2 separate regions of the Hordeum vulgare genome follow, and region 1 is linked to region 2. A link is a contact called in public Hi-C data. All regions are on one chromosome and are shown on one strand. The core of a region is the stretch at or near the end of the contact, and the rest is flanking DNA. Distances in the headings are between cores, read along the strand shown.

What was found. Hi-C and Micro-C count contacts between places; a contact is called where the count stands out from the background.
Region 1: a contact with region 2 is called in a Hi-C map of leaf, with 2.9 times the contacts expected there. The contact joins two enhancer-like sites. A contact is called at or near these places in 2 of 6 Hi-C or Micro-C datasets (leaf and seedling).

What each region holds. Positions count from the first base shown.
Region 1 is chr5H:68,171,556-68,178,939 of MorexV3_pseudomolecules_assembly, reverse strand. No RefSeq gene overlaps it. Among protein-coding and RNA genes, the nearest start is that of LOC123395555, 67 kb to the left of the region's middle. Within about 2 kb of position 5,034, at least 2 of the 3 cell types and tissues checked have open chromatin away from gene starts, as enhancers often do. A contact at or near this core is called in leaf, where this site is marked.
Region 2 is chr5H:67,950,515-67,957,922 of MorexV3_pseudomolecules_assembly, reverse strand. No RefSeq gene overlaps it. Among protein-coding and RNA genes, the nearest start is that of LOC123396527, 120 kb to the left of the region's middle. Within about 2 kb of position 1,967, at least 3 of the 3 cell types and tissues checked have open chromatin away from gene starts, as enhancers often do. A contact at or near this core is called in leaf, where this site is marked.

The sequences.
Region 1 (7,384 bases), core at 3,785-6,284, 220 kb before region 2:
TTACCGGTAGACCCCAAGACTGACGCTGCTGCCGGGTACATCTACGACCCTGCCGTTCAGTCCTTTGCCGCAGAGCAGCAAGGCAAGCAAACCCCCCTTGATCATTCCTATATCGCCTATGTCTTTCTTCCTACTGCTTGCATTAGTATTTTGCTACTGTTATAGTTAGCTCCTATATCTGATGCATAGCCTGTTTTTGATGAACTGCTACTTTCAGTTCTGCACCTTTAATCTGCTTAGTATAGGTGGAGCAGTCATCCCCTCTGACCCCGTAGTCCAGTTGCCTCGCTTGTTTTCAAATCTCGATCCCTGATCGATGAGCCAGACCTGACACAGCACATTCACCCCCCTTCGTTGTACGACGCTACAGAGATACTATCTGGTACCGAGGGTGACACCTCGCTAAGTACTCCTGATGATATCTCTGTAGTATAGCTAGTCGGTCGTGGTTATCGAGGGTGATTCCTCTTTCACCATTCCCGATGACGCCTCTGTCGTGCAACGCCTCAAGTGTGGGACCCCCGAGGGTGATTCCTCTAAGCCCACCTTGACGGGTACATCGTTCGGAATCCAACGAGGGTGATACCTCGGATTCCCCCCGATGTTACAACCACACAGTTACTAGACCATGTTACTGGGATCTTTGGTGATTAGTTGTAAGACGAGTGGATTCCCGTGAGACTGTGTTGTTCGCCTAATTAAAATGTTAAATGGATTTGGGTATTCGATCTGGGTTGGTCGGAGACCTTTTCGCACTAACCGGCTACGCGGGAAGAATTATGGGTACTCGGCGTCGCGGTATCAGCCGAAGCTTTTCAGATGCCAGCAATGTAGCGGCGCGAGCCCGAGTGGTCCCGAGATGCATCACTCTTGTGATTAAGGGATGCTAGGACTGACGTCGGCCACCCACGCCACGTGTAGGAGCGCGAAGGGGAACTGGGCCCACGAACCCTTCGTGCTTAGGAGTTAGACCGGCGGGCTGGCCTCTCTCATTAGTCTTAGGTGGGGCTGCGGCGTGTCGATATTCCGAGGCCGGGCAGGACCCAGAAAAGTATGTCCGGCCAGAGTGTTATCGAGCGTGACGGGACATGTGGTGCACCCCTGTAGGGATGAAAATTAACTATTCGGATAGCCGTGTCCACGGTTATAGAACGACTTGGAGTTGTGCCCCGATCTTATACAACTACAATTGTTACTTAACTGGAATTAGTTTGCCTCGGGATTTCTTCCTTGCAGGGAGTCGAGGTTGGATCTCTAGGCATGACCTCACTTTAATATTGCTGCAACAATATGACTATTATTGTTTTACCCCCTGTTCTACTCTCGTCTATTGCTGCAAGACCCTGAAGATGCTAGTCTTCGATAGGACTAGGCCTTCTCTCTCTGTTCTCGCATTGCTGCAGTCAGTCCACATATAAAACCCCTTCTTTGATACTGGTGCATTTAGCATAGTTCTGATGTAAGTCTTGCGAGTACTTTGGATGAGTACTCATCGCTGGTTGGCTCCCCCCTTGTCCCCTTGATCTGTTGCTGCGACCAGATGATGGAGCCCAGGAGTGGAGTTTCCTACCGATGTCTGTCATCTCGATGGTGTCATCTTCGTGGAGGTCGTTGAAGCTTAGGAGTAGTTAGGAGGTTCCCAGGCAAGAGGCCTCGCCTCGTTGGATCATGTTTTCTTTTGTGCTAGCCTTCTCTAAGGCACCCCATGTTTTATGTCTGTACTCAGATATTGTTGCTTCCGCTGACTCGTGTGTTTATCGAGCTTCTGTAATCTAGCCCTCGAGGCCCCTGGCTTGTAATATGAAGCTGATATTGTTTTATTTGTGTCTAGTGTTGTGTTGTGATATCTTCCCGTGAGTCCTTGGGTTTGATCGTACGCATTTGCGTGTATGATTAGCGTACGATTAAACCGAGGGCGTCACACCCCGACGCTTGCCCGGAGCTTTGCACCACAATGATTGAGCTCCAAGGCACCACCAAGCTTCTAGGTGTACCAAGTACCCAAGGGTAATAAGCTTCTCAACTTCTCACTTCCACGTATCACCGTGGATAACTCAAAGCAATGCACCAAATGCAATGGCAAGGGCACACGGAGTGCCTTAGTCCTTCTCTCCCAAATCCCACCAAAGCAGCTAATTCTAGGGAGGAAAATGAGAGGAAGAACAAAGAAGAACACGAAGAAATCCAAGATCTAGACCCAAGGGGTTCCCCTCACTTAGAGGAGAAAGTGATTGGTGGAAATGTGGATCTAGATCTCCCCTCTCTTTTCCCTCAAGAACTAGCAAGAATCATTGGAGGGATTGAGAGTTAGCAAGCTCGAAGAAGGTCAACAATGGGGCAAGAACACGAGCTAAAGATATGGATAAGTCCAAGGGGGAAGAAGACCCCCTTTATATAGTGGGGGAAGGAATCACACCGTTACCCCCACTTACAGCCCGCACACAGCGGTACTACCGCTGGCGAGGCGCGGTATTACCGCTGCCTCTAGCGGTACTAGTGTTGGCGAGGAGCAGTACTACCGCTGCCCCTAGCGGTACTACCACCGGCGAAGAACGGTACTACCGCTTGGCCACGGTAGTAAAGATATTACTGTCGGGCCTACCACCGCTTGGAAAAGTATTCGCAAAAAGTCCGACGAAGTACTACCGCTCAGAGAGAGGTACTACCGTCTCGAAGCGGTACTACCGCCCACCCTGAGCGGTACTACCGCTAGGGCGCGGTACTACTGCTAGGGAGCGGTACTACCGCCCACCCGGAGCGGTACTACCGCTAGGGAGCGGTAGTACCGCTTGGCACAAGCGGTACTACCGCTCGTGAGTGAAACAACCATAACTTTCGCATACAAGCTCCGAATCGAGCAAACCCAAGCTTGTTGCATTCAGGACGACAAAGAGCTATCCAAACAAGAACCAAGAAGTATGATGCAAGGATGCAAATGGTTTGATCTCTCAACGAACGATACGATCGAGCTACTCACTTGAGAGCCCCCCTTGACAGTACGACAATCTATCCTAAAACAGAAAACCTATCAAGGGCAAACCTATACCTTGCACCTAGTCCTCTTGAGCTAGATGACGATGATCTTGGCTTCCTCAAGATGGACCACCTTCTTGATTGCGTTGGCTTGATGAAGACTAGTTGATTGCTCCCCCATGCACAACATGGGTGAGCCGCTCTTCAGCATATCTTCACAAGTCCATTACCACCACAATGGACGGCAAGCTTCAAGCATGATATCTTCGTGTAGATCCACTTGAACTTGCACACCGCAATCTTGATGACGATCACCACTTGACGTCATCCTTCATGGGTTGTATGAGATCTTCCTCTAGACGTAAGCCCATGGAAATACATCTAACCCCACATAGAACTCTCACGAAGACCATGAGTTAGTACACAAACACGTAAGGGACAATGCTTACCATACCATGGGATCACTTGATCCCTCTCGGTACATCTTGTACGCTTTGTGTGTTGATCATCTTGATTTACTCTTTGTCTGACGATCTTGATCAACCTTGTGTCTCTGTGACCATTCTTTGGATAATAACTTGAATACCACCTTGGTCATCATATAAACTTCTTGAACCTAACAGATGGACTTCAAGAAGTGTCTATGGACAAATCCTATAAATATAACTTAAGGCAACCATTAGTCCATAGAGATTGTCATCAATTACCAAAACCACATATGGAGAAATATGCTCTAACAAAGATCATGTATTCTGAGTGTAAATAGACGAAAAACATTTTTAGACCTTGCATCTAGGAAAAAGCCGGCTAGGGTAGAATCTTTCCCTTCTCCTTGGGCTAGCGAAACACCCTTATGTTCCTCCCTAAAACACGAGTTAGGGCATCAATAGAGGTCAAGGTTTTGTCTGAATGAGCTTTAGCTTTTGCCGCCCTTAGCCAGGGCCATATGCAGTACACATCATCACAAACCTCATTTTTTTCTCAAGTATTTTATCTTATATTCACAAATTTAAATTGCATGTCTCAAGTTTTTTGCTTGTTTTTCAATTGCATGTAGGGGTTGACTTGTGACCAGGTTGACCTTGTTTTTAGTATCATAAAAATATATATTGGAGCTGATTTTATGTTTGCTAAGGTTCTAGTGTCTAGTGTCTCGTCCAGTCAAATCGCTAAAATCTCATACACCAAATATTGATAATGTACTCCCATAGAAAGATTGTCACACCTTAGTGTAGAACAAGGAATGCCACGCTCCAGCCTTTAGCGGAAATGAAGTAATCACTGTTAGAAGTACAACTTTAATGGTCGAGCACGAGCACAACTCATTGGTACATACGATTATTTAAACCTTTATAAGAAATTGAATTTGTTATGTTTTCAGTAATAAACACTTAAACAAAGTTATGTATTAACAACCATCTCAATAAAGAATTTCATTTGGTTCTAATTATAAATACAGCTCAAAGATTTGTTCAACTGTAAACCTAGAATTTCAAAGTATGGAGGGAATACAAATACAATGTTCACAATACTAGTAAATATTACTCCCTCTGTTTCTAAATGATAGAACTTTTAGAGATTTCAATACGGACTACATACACGGCAAAATGTGTAAATCGACACTCTAAAGTATGTCTACATATATCTGTATTTAAATATTTTAAAAATGATTATATATATAAATGGTGGGATTTAGCAAGTCAAAAAAGATCATGTAAGAATATATTTTCCATATATAAGACAACATATCTGTACCAACAATGAAAAATTATTATATTTTTAAAAAATGCTCATGGCCATGAAAAGATATGGTTGAAAATTTTCAAATGAGATGATCATGTGGATAAAATAAATTGTTAACAATTTAAAAATCTAACTCTAAAAATAGTTTAATTTTTTCTAAAATTTATTTTTTACCATTAAAACAAAGTGTTAAATATATGTAAATGAAGATGAAAAAGAGAAAAGGAAAACAAAATGAAGGGAAACAACTGTTACAAGCCTGGGCCAGTTATATTTGTGCTTCTCGCAGAGACGTATTTGCACCCACGGCACTGACTATATCTTGCAGTGAGCGAATCCGTGGAAAGTCTCGCATTGAGGTTTTCGACGTTGTGGTCATTACTGGGCCGACCGAATTTTGTGCACGATTAAAATAAAGAGAGGAAAAAATGAGCAACTAGTTAGCGAGCACTTCTTTAGGATACTTTCAGCGATCACTACCACGCGTCGCCATTTGACGTGTTCTCAGCCGTCGTCACGTACCGCGTTCTGAACGTTTCCTTGGAATTTTATTTTATTATTTTTCCGCACACGTTTTCTGCTTTTTAGATTGTTTTTTCCCGGTCATTTGGTGTTTCAGTTTTTCACCGGTCTTTCTTAGCTTCTGGATGAAAAAAATATTAAAAAAAATAAAGTTTGCATGAAAAAACGCATTTTCTGTTTTTTCTTCGCAAAAGGCATCGTTTTGGTTTCGCGAAAGACACTGTTTTGCCTTCGTGTGAGGCACGGTCGTGCCTCTCGAAAACGGAAAAAAATGTTTTTTATGTTTTTTTGAAAGATGAACGGTTTTGCTTCCCTGAGTGATACGTATTTGCTTCAGCGAGAGGAACGGCCACACCTCTTAGAAATGAAAAAAAATATGTGTTTTTTGTAAGATGCATGGTTTTGCTTTTCCCAAAGGCACGCTTTTACTTAGTGAGAGACATGATCATGCCTATTGGAAATTTAAAAAACACGTTTTTTATGATAGGCACGGTTTTGCTTTCACAAGAGGTACGGGCATGCCTCTCAAAAACAAAAAAAATGCATTTTCTGTTTTTTCTAATGTGAGGCATGGTTTTGCTTCTGCGAAAGGCAAATTTTTTCCTTCGTGAGAGGCACAACAGTGCCTCTCGTAAACGAAAAAAACCTATTTTTTTATCACGAAAGGCACGCTTTTTTCCTTTAATTTTTTCATCCGGTTTCTTCACAAAAAAAGTTCATCAAAACATATCAATACCGGATCTAGTTTTGAAGATGTCGACGCAAAAACCCCAATAATGCAAGCGGTTCGAGATTTGAACGCACGGTTTATGAGATAAAAAGTTTTGGAAATACAGATATATGCAAAAAAAAGTAAAAAACTCTCAGGTTGCGACATGTGGCCCACATACAGTGCACCACTTATCGCAACGTGAGGAGGTGGGAGTGATCTTTTAAAGAAATACTCCTCAATTAGTTATTTCGAGGAAAAAGACACGACTTATTTAAAGCAAGTCGAGCCAATTTTCTCTGGGTTTCTTTTTTCTTTTGTCATATTTTCATCTTCTTTCTATTGGTTTTTCATTTTCATTATTTTTATATTTGTTCTTCGCTTTTATTTTTTATTTTTTCTTTGGTTTATAATGTTTCTTTTTCGGGTTTCTTTATTTCGTTTGGTTTTCAATCTGCATTTTTCGTATATGATAACAAAACAATTCCAATACATGTTTGAAATATTTCCAACACTAACTTAATATTTTGTTAATACATGGTCATTTTTCCCATACACATTTAATAAAAAAATGATAATATTTTTCAAATACAAGTTTAATACTTTTTTGAATATTTCATGAACATATTTCAATACACACTTTTAAATTTCTTTAAATGCTTGAGTAATATTTCTCAAATAAAAGATTAACATTTTCTAACACATGATCAACACTTTTTCTAAACACATTTAACTCTTTTCAAATGCTTGATCAACATTTTAAAATAATTGTTCAACATTTATTCAAATGCTTGATTAATATTTTTATATACATAATCAATTTCTCTCATCATTTTTAATAAATGCTAAATATTTCTTGTATACACATTTAACATTTTAGATATGCTTGATTAATGTTTATCAAATACTTGTTCAACATTTCTTAGAATTCCTGATTAAGTATTTTCAAATACTTGTTAGACATATTTTGAAATGCTTGATTAAAAAAATTATATACATGATAAAAAATATTTTTTAATACATGGCCAGGAAGTTTGTTATACACATTTGAAATTTTCCAAATGCTTAATTAACATTTTTCAAACAACTTTTCAACATTTTTTAAATGCTTGATTATCATTTTTTAAATACATGATCAAACTGTTTCATACACATGTTATATATTTTTTTTTGTATATGTGATACACATTTTCTCTATACATATTTAACATTTTAAAATACATGATCGATATATTGCAAATGGTTTATGTAGAGCGATTTTTGTAATATATTTAGTTATCATATTTTGAAGTATAAAATGTAAAAAATAAAGAAAAAACAAATACAAATAATATAGAAAAAAGCAAAACAAAAAACGAGGCACTTGTTCCCGTGTACCTGGACTGGCCTAAGTTACGCACCCTTCAGCGATGGTTCCTACCATCTCGTTGACCGCGA
Region 2 (7,408 bases), core at 718-3,217:
CCCAACGAACGAGCGAGTGAGCGAGTGAGCTTGCAGTGCTTAATGGGTCGGACCCTAGTGGGCATGCACTTGATCATTGTAGGGAGCTCCACAACACATTCGTGTGTGTTTTCTGCTAGGTTTTCTACGAGTTTTATATTTGAGTCTTTCTTACTTTTCCAACTAGTTGACACTGGTTTAATCTTTACATTTATTTTTATTTTTATTTTTATTTTCAGTTCATTTGTTTTAAGTATTCATTTTCCAATTTTTATTTTCAATTTTATGATTATTTTTAAATTTGATGAATATTTTGCAAGTTTTAAGCAACAAATTTAAAGGAAATCATGAATATTTCCAAAAAAATAGTTTAATAACACATTTCCAATTTATGATGCCTTTTGAAATACATGATATTTGTTTAAAATTCATGAAAGTCGTTTAAATAAATTACTGTGTTTTATAAATTTGAATGTCCTTAAAAATATATTTTAAATTCATGGAAAAATTAAATAAAAAGGAAACCAATATTAAATAAATGGACAAAATTAAGGCTGAAATAAAAAAACACTATGTACCATACTGAAACTGTCAGTTCTTTAGATTTTCAACCGTAAAAGATCATGGAGTCTAGAATAGTTTTCTTTACCACTACAATTGAAGCTGCTCACATAAACGAGCATATAATCACCTCTATAAACGCACACACATAACTTATCCATATGAACACCTCCAAAAGACCAAGCCAACATAGCATCTTAAGATTGACGAAATCACCTCAAACATCAACGAAAACGTCTTCCCCAAAGCACGAACATCGTCGAAAAGGCTGAAATAAATTAAGAAAAAGACGAGCACCATTATCAAGTACAAGACTTGAACCATGGTGGGCTGAAGTTACCACTGTCTTTCTAACCATCTAATCTAATCATAGCTTGATTCATGCCTAGAATAGATTTTACGCGACTAAATGTTGCTACATGGGTCTATCAGAAGTTGCTACGATGGTTAACTGAATAAAAAAATTAAAATAATCTCAATATTTCTATTCTAAAAAATTGAATATGAAATCTGCAAAGAAAAAAAAATCAAACACAAAATTTGAGCCTTGTATCTGGATTAACTTTTTTTTGATTCAGGCATAACTAGATTTATGTTCGCGCACTTAAAAAATGTCAGTGTATTTCATGCAAACAAAGAAAGGGGGAAATGACACCAACAAATATAAAACACTAAAAAAGAAGAAGAAGAAGAAACATAGAAAAAGAAAAGAAAAAGAGCACCGTAAATCTAAATAAACAACGTACATAAACTATAAAAGGACAAGGGAACATGGAATAAGAAAACACTAAAAACTGGCCAAAGAAACATTATAGTTTGTCGCTATTTGCCACTTCACAATGCCAGCTCGAAGCCTCAATTGTCACTGAAAAAGGCTCCAGCAAAAAAACTGCCCCCCTCCAACAACAAAAAAAGTGTTCCGCTCCTGAAAAGAATTAAAATCTGCAAAACTGAAATCGCCTTACAAACCTCAGTCAAGGAGAGCCATTGTCAAGCTTTACAAATAATCAACACTCCCTATGCAGCATGTATATATATGAGGGTTTCATAAGAACATGATACTAGCATATCCTCCAGCTGAGCCTCTAGGAATGGCATACAAAGGGACAGAAGTGGTGGAGGCACGTGGAATTTAACATGAACATCTCGCAAGAAGAAGAAGAAAAAACACACCCATTGGGGCTAGACTGGCGAAAGCACCAAGGTTAGTGAAAGAACAAAGTTTGGTGCGGTGCCCAACGGCCCAAAGGGGGTAAGTAGCTCGCAGCAGGCTTAAACTAGCAACCGTCTTGATTTAGGCCCAAAAGGTGTTCAATGCCGCCCTATCTTTTCCCCCTTGGGTTTCCACTTTCGACTTTCCAGGTCCCAGCTCCAGGTCACGTAAGACAAGGACGTTTGCCAAAGATACAGAAGAAAGGCTACGGCTGACGCTGACGGCTCAAAAGATACAGATCCAAGGACGGACGGACGTTCCGCCTTCCCATCTGTACTGCCGCTAATCCCGATCTTATCGCAAGTGACACCACACCAGCACCAACCTTGTCCCTAGAGTCGTCACACGTATAATTTTGAAGGCAATAGATGTTTCTTCCGTTTCTCTTTTCTTCACTGATTTGGAAAGGGTGCATGCCACCGTTTGACACGTCGGCGTGAGTGGCAAATTAGTGGCCGCCAATGCGTACCAGTAGACCAGTGTCATGTCAATCGCTGATTGATGGTACCAAATGAAGACTAAGTAGGCACATACGCACCCAATTTTTGAGGTGTTGTCGCACTAGGCGCACTTGTATACCTACCATCTATTGACTCGGTTTCATAGGAGACACCGCATTCCGTCAGCCTGCAAACCCGTGATGCGGGGCATGAAGAACCGGTTTATCGGTCCATTCTGTTTTACAGTTCGGCAATGCGATGTCTATTCTACCGCAGCCAAAAGTGAACCTATAAACCGTAAAAACATAATTGCATAAATAAAAAGAAATTTCGGCAATGAATATGAAAATTTAAAAAATTCAACATAGTTCTTACATACAAATAGCAAATAATATAGTTTTAAGCATCCAAACAACCCAATAGATCGTTTTTGCATCAAAAGAACCACATTAAAGTGGAAAAACCATGATGAAGAACCATCAAGCACCACCACCACCAACAACACCGATGGGGCCGTCCTCCTTCGCTCCAAGATCTCCTTTCTCATCAAATCATGCCACTCCAAGGTTATCTCATCCATCTCATTGCGGTTCATGGTCATGATCTTGTTCTCCTCGGCAATGAGCTTGGCGAGAGCTTTGGTTTCCTCGGCTTGGGCTCTTTTGTCCTCAATGGCCACCTTCCGCAACTTGCTCTCCTTGATTTGATGCCACTTCTCCTCTTTCTCTTGAGACCTCTTCATTGCCAACTCTTTTTTTTGCTTCAATAGTCATGGTGACCATCAACTCATTTGACTTCACAATATGGTCTATCTTCTCTCTCAAACTTGATGCCTCCGAATCCTTCCTCATATTGTCCTTGGCCTTCTTGGTGCCATCCGGCCTACCCTTGTTCCTCTCTTCTTCATCATCATCCTCATCATCCAACAAGGTGAAGGCACCTTTCTTCGACAGTGCTTCTTTGTCCCTCACCTTCCATTTCTCACTAAACATCACCCAACAATGCTCAAATGCAAAGGGTTTTCTCCTTGGATGCCGGCATGTCTCTATACCTTCCGGCTGCAATTTTCTCCTACAACCAAAGGAACTATGTTAAAGCACTATCATTTGCAAACAATATGATGGTTGCTGATAAAACACTCACCCAATCAGCTTAATTGGTTCCACTTGAAGGAGCATTGTAGACTTGCTCCAAACATCCACACCACCGGCTAACCGTCGGCTTGATCACATCCCAATGACATTGGAGTGATCTATATGTGCGTGGTGTTTTGCCGACATTGTTTGGCATCAACCAGAAGAACTTGTCTTCTATCCTTTGCCAATACCTCTTCCCGGTTTGGTCGGTGCCGTGGATGGCATCGAGTGACACAGCCTTCTTCCTCTTGCTATACCCTGTCGTGGATTGCGATGCCTCGAAGACCTCCCCTCCAATCTCCTGTAGCTCCTCCTCCTCCTCTTCTTCGCCGCCACCGTGTACCCCGTCGTCCATGTCGTTGTATCCATATTCCCCAAGCGGCGCATCCTCAATGTTCACCGCGTTTTCCTCGAGGATAGCCGCGTACTCGGACCTAGAAAAGAGACGACGAACTCTTGAGCGAAAACCCCCAACGGCGGCGAAGAAGAAGACACAATTGGTCGGACGTACCTTTTGGGCATTCCGTCGAACACCGGTGGGATGGCGGCGGTGGCAGGCGTAGAACTCGCCGGGGCCTTGTTGGTCGGAGGCGCCCGCTTGCGTTTGAGCAAGACCTTCTTCTTCGCTGCCTCCATCGCCTCGGTTTCGCCAATATTACCGGCGTCCCTATACCGAGCAGAAGGGCGAGCTTTAGGGCGACCGACCCCCTTGGTGGCGGCAACGATGGCGGTGGGAACGGGCCGCCTCCCTGCACGATGATGTTACCGAGGCGCTTGCGAGGAACAGCGTTGTAGGAGGCTTCCGGCGCGGCTCGGAGATGGTCGGCGGGGAGATCCACCGCGGCTCCGCCCGCCATTGATTTGGCTACCTCTACTTCCACGGTGACGAGCGCGGGGTCGGGGGTGTCCATGGCCGCGCTGGAGGGCCGCCGGGAGCTCGACCGAAGCGGGGAGGTGAAGATCCTCGGCGGCGGGGGGAAGAGGAAAGGTGAACTGCCGCGGTGAAATGTCCCCCCCCCCCCCCGCCAAATCGATCTAGAATAGAGGTCGTCGCCGGGTCGACCACACAAAACGCGATTTTGACAATTCCGCGGGGGGAAACTGTCGCGCCCCTTAATTTTTTTTGCAGGCCGGTCACTTTTGCGGGATTTGGTCTGCGTGCTTTTTCACCCCCAAAATGGCAAAACGGCGGTTATTTTACAGTTTTTGCGGAAATGCGTGATCTTCTAGAGATGCTCTAAGATGTGTCAATTTTCGTGCAAGTTAAATATGTATATGTCTGGTCAGGATTCTAGAATTAAATATCAACACCTATGATACAAAGTAAATGAAATATGAAAATAGTTCTGGTGGTAGATCTATTGGTACAAAATTTTAGATACTCGTACTTTTCCTAAAACATGGTCGAACATGAATGTGTTTTATTTTTTGAAAATTAATGCACCTTATACTTTAAAACGAAGACAGTATTAATCAAACTCTAAATAGGCACACTCGCATTGCTATCACCCTCTTTTTAAGTCTCTTTTGTCATATGCCTTAAGGCAAAACCATCAAGTGCTAAAGGCTTTAAATTATGTTAGTACTAATACAAATTCAGAAAGATGATTCAACCAGCTTAGCATTAGAACAACTCTAACGGACCGATCCAAACGGACGATAAATTTGTTCGTTTTTTGTCCATTTTGGTCGGTCAGGTGGACACGAACGTCCGCTTCCGTAAATGGATCGGTTCGTGCACCCAACGCTCGCCGGACCCATTTTTGCCGGCGTGAAAAAAACACATAATACATAATTAAACATTAAAAGCCGGCCACGAAGGCCGGCGATAGTCCACGCGTCCGCATTACATTAAATAAAAATAAAAAACCCTAAAACTATGTCCACGCAGCCCTAGGCGACGTCGTCGTCGCCGCCGAGGCCGGTGAGGTCGACCTGCGTAGGCGCAGGGCCGGTCCAGGGGAACGCCGAGTTTCAGAGCGCAGCTGTCTGCGCCTCCATGGTCTGCCCCGTCGGTGCGGGCTGTGCTGGTGGCGGTGGCAGCGCGGCAGCACGGGCACGCTCCTCCTCCTCCGCCGCCCGTCGCTCCTCCTCCTCCTCCTTCTCCACCTGCATGAGCCGCAGGCCTTCGGCGCTCCGCCCGCAGGTGCACCGACCTCCACTGCTCGAGGTAGGCTTGCTCCTGCTGCGGGGTCGGGCCCAGCCAGATGGGCGGTGCCGTCACGAACTCCTGGACGACGCCGATCCACTGGTAGACCTCCTACGGCTCCGCGGGCTCGGGCTCCGGCGGAGGTGGCACGACGCAGTCGCAGGCGGCCGACAGTGCGATGTCCTCCGCCAGCTGCTGCTGGTACGCCGCCTCCTCGTCGGCCATGCGCCGCGCTTCTTCCTCGCTGTCGCGGAGGACATCAGCGAGCGCCGCCTAGTAGGCAGCCTCAGCCTCCTGGTCCTCGTTGCCGACGACAAGCGGGGGTGGTGGAGGGCCTCATGGTTGCACTTCGCGCACGCCACCACGGCGATGCTCCTCGTGCTCCACCGCGAACCACACCTTCCAGTTGGGGGAGTCGGCCGCATACGTGAGGTCTCTCCGCTGCTCCACCGTCAACAGACACCGACGACGGTCCACCTCCTCCGCATGCACCTGCGCCGACCGCGGCACGGTCGGCACCGGAATCCTCTCCAGATCCATATGCCAGCCGTGCGACAGCGTGACATCGAGGTAAGGGAGGGGCACATGGTGCTCCCAGTGCCACCGTGCTTGGTGCACCGGGACGCTCACGCGCTCGCGAGGCCGATGGGAAGACGATGGCAGGGAGATGGCGTGGGGGAAGAGCGGGGCCTTGCCCTTGTTTGGGAAGCTGTCGACCATGGTGTGCTAGGTTTCGGTCGTTTGGTCGCCGAGGAGGTGGCTGGATGTGGACGTGCGGGCTTCTGGAAGCAGATGATGGAACCCACCGCACGCTCGGATTAAAAAAGGCCGATCGCGGTCGCCGACGCATGGGCCCGAGGATGGCGACCGTCATAAATTATGTTGACCGTGGTGATTGGGGGCGGACATCGAGGGGGCGCGCGCGCGTCCGCTTCGCGTCCGCGCCAACGCATTTCAGTCCCAAATTTGGGTCGGAAATGGGTCGACGCGGACGCGAAACAGATGCGTTTTGGCAATGGATCGACGCGTTGGGACATCATTTTTGTCCGCGCCGACTCAAACTAACGGTAACAGATGAAATGGATCGCCTCATTGAAATTGCTCTTACTCAAAGGGTGCTTGGACCGTTTTAGTCTCATGATTAAAAGTAGTGGGACTAAAACTTGCTAGCCTAAAATCAAAAAGACTAAAATCAAGTTAATGAGCATTTATTATCCCCCAAATCCTCCAATCCAAAACTCGCATGTGTTAAAGGAGATGAGTTAAATGAGGAGAGAGAGGACTAATCCATATTTTAGTAGGGGTACCCCTTACTAAAAGATTTTAGCCTCAAGACTAGGTTTAGCCTCTCTTTATTCAGGGGTGCTTGGAACTTTAGCCTCTTAAATAGACTATTTTTAGTCAGAATAGTTTTAGTCCCTTGGATCCAAGCACCCTCTCAAAGGTGATGATAATCTTTTTGACCTTGCATCAATTTTCACATGCCTTGTCATGAGTGCTAGTAGTCAATTTCTCTTACATTTGAGGCTCTTACGTTTCGTTACCATAGCCTTAGTCTTTTAAAGGTGCTCATAAAAATAGGATGTGCTATATGCGTTCATAGAATGAGTATATGCGCATGTATATAAAATGCGCATTGTACTGTGTTAAAAATGAAATCTTACTCGCTAGTAAGAGCAACTCTAACGGGGCGACCCATTCCATCCGTCGTCGTATGTTTGGGCCCGCGCGAACAGAAAAGACGGCCCAACGCGTCGATCCAAACGGACGCGCGTCCGCTTTTCGTCCGCGTGCCGACCAATTCTTAGCCTAATTTTGAGCCTGATTTGGGTCAACATGGACACAAAGCGGACCTGGACGATGCGCGCTTTCTCCATAACCCGGGCCGCCAGTCGGTGACACATCGGTCGTTCTCCACCCCCATCGACAG